2 separate regions of the Arachis hypogaea genome follow, and region 2 is linked to region 1. A link is a contact called in public Hi-C data. All regions are on one chromosome and are shown on one strand. The core of a region is the stretch at or near the end of the contact, and the rest is flanking DNA. Distances in the headings are between cores, read along the strand shown.

Region 1 (2,700 bases), core at 15-2,514:
ATGTAGTTGACCGACTGACTTATTTAGTGGGATAAGATTTTATTAGGTAGAGTTTGTTTTGAGGTACTGACATGTGCAGACTGGAAGACTAGGATTTAGTATCATGTTTGTTGGCTTAGTAACTGGTACTGGAATTTTTAGAAACGAAAACTAAATTTTAATCATATTTAAATATTTAATACATAAAATACTTTTATTTTAATTAATTAATTTTAACTTTATTTTTTGGACAAATTAAATTAGAGATTCAATCTTTTTCTCTCACTTTAAACACAATACTAAAACTTATTTAATATATATCTTTCAATTTATGTCTCTCAATCAAACACTACCTTATTATTTCTGTTTTTCATATAAGATATTAGAATACAATTATGGAGGAGCACAATATTATCTCTATATTGACCAAGTGATTGAAGAAATCTTATCTAGGAATGTAAAATCCAGTGTAGTAGCTTTGCTTCCATTGAAACTTTTAGGTTGTATCATTTACCAACAAGTTGTTAGAACTTAGAAGGGTTAAATAATGGTCAAATTAAATTTGGAAAGATGTATTATTTTTAAATTTTTTTTAAAAAAAATTATTAATCAAATTGATCTTTTAAAAATTATAAATTAATCACATTTATCTTTGTATCATTCCATTAATAATTTTTATCAATAATTGATAATGTAAAATGTCAACTAACAGTATACAAGACACCTAGTATATCTAATTAGATACTAATCAAATATATTTATAAAAATCTATCAATTTAGTTCCTAGATTATATTGAAATTAAAGTTTATGTAATTAGAGAAATGATTGATAAGTTTTTATAAATACATCTGGTCAGTATCTAATTAGATATGTCAGATATCATGTATGTTATCAGTCAATGTTTTACATCATAAATTATTAACGAAAAATGTTAAGAGAGTAATGGAATGACAAATATGATTAATTTATAATTCTTAAATGATTAATGTGATTAATAAAATTTTTCAAAAATAAATTTAAAAAATGATTCATCTTTCTAAAACTAATTTGATGTTAGAATGTTATGTGTATCATCAAAGACATAAATCTGTTAGTTGGATTTCAATATTTTTTGGAGGACTTGTTTTAAAGTGTTTATTCATTTAATTAAAAAAGATGTGAAGTTATTTGGGCATGTTTATTAAAAAATAAGCTATATACCGTGTTCAATTTGCCCTTAATATTCAGTTAATTATTTTTGTTCTGTTACATAGATTGTTTTGATATAGTATTAAAAAACACGAGTCATTTTTTGGTATCTTTTTCCAGATTGCCTTTTTGTTTTTAATCCACATGGGCTTTAAGCCGGCTTTAACTAGAAAATTCGAGCAAGTACAAAAAATATTCAAGTAAATTAGCCCAATTACTAAATTAACTATAGTCCACAATGTTGTTGAACAGATCCCACCAGAATATGCACAAGTTATAGGTCCAAATGCTTTTGAAAACTAGAATAAACACCCCTCCTCCAAAAACAAAATGAAAAGGCTTTATACAAAAAGAATATTTTTCAAGTAGAATATGAAAAGATTGGTCATCTATTACTAGTTTTTTTTTTTTACAGAAAAAAAAATTTTCATTCACAGAAAAAAGTCATACGACACTTACAGATAACAGAAATAAATTAGATCTAAATATTAAAAAATGATTAGATATATTCTATGTTAAACTATAAACTGAAAGTATTCAAAAGAATCTTAAATAGTAAAAACATAGACAAATATGAGTCTCTATGATTTCTAAATCAATACAAATGATGATGTAACATGTTAAAAAATTCGTTTTTTTTTTCTGCTTAAAACTGAATCTTTTTCTGGTCTGAATATATTTCTATGAATAAAAAATAAATTTTAGTGTATTTTCTAAGATTGGGACAGAAAAATTTGAAAGATTGGGAGAGGTAACAAAACGGCGTCGTTTTCGTGTCTGGGGACTTATATATCCAGTTTCCAAAAGCTCACTGCCATGTGGACTCCATAACGGATGGGTCAGTGCCACCATTGCCAGGTCATAGTTTTTCGTCGGGTCCAACGGCCTGAATTCAACGAAAAGACTAAAATGTCTATGTTTTACAGGGGTCAGGGACATGAATGTATTTTTCGTTCCTTGAGGACGAAAATGTCCGCGGAAAAAAAGTCAGGAACCTATTTGTTCTTTACTCTAAATATTAATAATTTCTAATATCTAAAAGGTAAGTAATAATATTAAAAAAATCTAAAAAAGATATTATTACTAATTGATGGTTATCAGTGGCTAAGAGAAGGAGGTTTGAATCTTAGCCCATTTTTACTTAGTGAATCTTGCTGCCCTTTTTAAAATACTTAAGGAGATATTTATGCTTTTTGTCTCGTCACTAGTCAAGAGACTTTTTTTTTTATCGTAACCAATGAGGAGATATTTTTCAATTTTGTCTCCTTCGAACAGAATTAGAATTTGAGTAGAGTAGAGAGAGAAAATCACACCCATAAGTATCCTGGTTCAGCTGCTAAGTGCAGTGCAGCCTACATCCAGTCTCCAACACAACAATGGTGGAATTTCACTATAATCATCTTGATTACAGACACCAATTCTCCCTAGGAACTACCCTTCCTATATGGGACAAGTTCAGAATCTATCCCAATCCTGAACTTGACTTGGTAACCTACCAAGCTTTCAACTGCTAAGTGCTAACCCAACTTGCA
Region 2 (2,700 bases), core at 23-2,522, 130 kb after region 1:
CTTTGCTTTAATAAGCATTCCATGCTTTGTTCTATCTTTGTGTAATTCTAAAATTATTATTGAAAAGTTTGACTAAAGGAAACTCATACACGTTTCCGTTGTTCAATTTGAAAATTTGATTTTATAGCTCTTTTTTTTTAGATTTATACATGATAGGGTTGTGGGAACTTTATGATGATTTGGAGAAGGCTTTTATTTTTGTTTGACCAAGTGATTTAGTGTGTTTGTTGTTGTTTACAGTTTTTGTTGTTGGGTGCAGTCCTATCTTCAAAGATGTATTTGATAAGTGTATAGGCTAATTGATCAATAAGTGTTCCGTTTAAATGTATCAAAATATTCAGATAACATTCATTGAACGGTAAGTTTCAACCCTTTTAAATCTATGGTTTAAATATCTCTTTTGCCCATATTTTGTTTCTTTCTTAGTTCACAAATCATAATAGAATTGAATACTAATTAACCATTTTTGTAATCATGAAATTGAAAACCAAATTACTTTTATTTAAATTTCAGAGATGAATCTTATTTAACTATATATGTAAATTATGACCAAGGTTGCGAGAACCGAACTGATCATTGAACTGGTCAAGTAACTAGTTCAATGGATCAATGGTTCAACCGTGGTCGAACTATGGTCGAATCGATTTTGTTAAATATAAAATAAAATTATTAAAGATACAATATAAATCTTTTAAAATTTAAATTCAATCATTCATGGCATAAAATTCTATATCCACATTCAATCAATAATCACCAATAATAATTAATAATAATGTCAATAATTACTTAATTAGACAAAACTCACTCAATTGATGCCAAATTACTAATTAGAAATATCTATGAACCAATCTCAGCAATAAAAATTGATACAACCTCAAAGAAGAAAAGTCTAATATATTGCGGAGATTGGTTCATAGATATTTCTAATTAGTAATTTGGCATCAATTGAGTGAGTTTTGTTTAATTAAGTAATTATTGACATTATTATTAATTATTGTTGGTGATTATTGATTGAATGTGGATATAGAATTTTATGCCATGAATGATTGAATTTAAATTTTAAAAGATTTATATTGTATCTTAATAATTTTATTTTATATTTAACAAAACTGATTCGACCACGATTCAACCACGGTTGAATCATTAAATCATTGAATCAGTTATTTGACCGGTTCAATGACTGGTTCAGTTCTCGCAACCTTAGTAAAAAGAAAAGTAAAAAGTAAAAAAGAAAAAAAAATAGAAAAGAAAAACAAGAGAGTATCAAATATTGTTGGGCACACATGGTTGCGGTTGATTTGAAGAGTATTCGCTCCTTGTTAGTGAAACGGCGTAACAAGAAAAAGAGAAAAATGGAGAAGAGGGAAGACCTGAGATCGATTCTGCCGTACCTACCGGTGGTGATGCGTTCTTCCACACTGTTTTGGCCGTCGCAAGTGGTTGAAGCGCTCAAAGAACTCGCCAGAGGACCTCTTCACAGCCACGTTGACTCAGGCCACATCCTCTTCACCGCCATTGAAGACATCAGAAACTCTCTTTCTCTCTCTTCCAACTCCTTGGCTCCTTCCACTTCTCTTGGATACTCCCTCTTCTTCGACGAGGTAATTACACACTCACACAGGTGCCATTTTGGGTTTTCCCACTCAATTTTCAATTTTGAATTGTGGGTTCTTCTAAAGTTGGGATTTTGGGGTTATATGGTGTTGCTTTGTTTCAGCTGATGACTAGGGAGGAATCAAGGAAGTGGTTTGAGGAGGTTGTTCCAGCATTGGGGAGCTTGCTTTTGAGGTTGCCATCTTTGTTGGAAGCACACTATGAAAATGCTGATAAGGTTTTAAATGTGGGAGCTATGATTGGAACCGGTCTTCGCATGTTGGATTCACAGGAAGCAGGGATTGTGATCCTTTCCCGGGTTTGCTTCTTTTGCTGAGTTTATATGATTTTAAATTACGGTTACTTGCTGTATTGTATGTTGTGTACTCAATAATATAACTTGCTTAATGGCTGCCACTGCTGATGACTATGGTTATTATAGTCAACCTTATCAATTCTTTGCTTTTTAGGAGTTGATTGCTGCTCTTCTTGGGTGTTCGCTTTTTTGCCTATTCCCGGACCATGACAGATACATGAAACAGCTTCAAATAATCAATTTCGATCAATTGTTTGCGTATGGAATCTATAGCTTTTCTCTCTCTTTGTTAATTTGCTGTTTTAGTCTTTTGTTTTTCTTGCACTGTTGGAGCAACAGCTGAGTTGTCTCCGTCTTCGTGTGACCTCAAGGTCACGGGTTCAAGCCGTGGAAACAGCCACAGATGTAATTTTAGGTTAGGCTGTGTACATCATACCCTGCGTTAAGGCGGGAGGCTTGTGCACCGGGCTGCCCTATTGGTATCAAGATGATGCAGCCAATGTCATGTTGTTTTCTGTGTGAAATGGTGACTGAATGGGTGTGAAAAATAGGAAGAGAGGGTATTGATATTGCTCTAGGTTCATTTTGTTCTAATATTTATCTATTATAAAATTATGTCTGGTTGCAAAAATTTCTGAATGTATTAGTAAAATTGATGTAAATTTTGGATAGAACAGATCAATTATGCTTTCTTCATTTTCAGGAGTCTATATGAAGATTACAGTCAAAAGCAGGAAAGTAAGATTCGATGCATCATTCACTATTTTCAAAGGATAAGTTCTGATATGCCT

Evidence for each region. Hi-C and Micro-C count contacts between places; a contact is called where the count stands out from the background.
Region 2: a Hi-C map of leaf shows a contact between it and region 1, with 4 times the contacts expected there. The contact joins the promoter of LOC112765135 here to the enhancer-like site in region 1. A contact is called at or near these places in 3 of 8 Hi-C or Micro-C datasets (leaf and an unstated tissue).

The regions. Positions count from the first base shown.
Region 1 is chr17:21,320,692-21,323,391 of arahy.Tifrunner.gnm2.J5K5, forward strand. No RefSeq gene overlaps it. Among protein-coding and RNA genes, the nearest start is that of LOC112765522, 23 kb to the left of the region's middle. Within about 2 kb of position 1,265, at least 3 of the 3 cell types and tissues checked have open chromatin away from gene starts, as enhancers often do.
Region 2 is chr17:21,453,206-21,455,905 of arahy.Tifrunner.gnm2.J5K5, forward strand. LOC112765135 (poly(ADP-ribose) glycohydrolase 1) reads left to right here and starts at 1,273. Exons shown (of 12, transcript XM_025811001.3): 1 at 1,273-1,601; 2 at 1,718-1,912; 3 at 2,064-2,167; 4 at 2,613-2,700. The coding sequence starts at 1,284.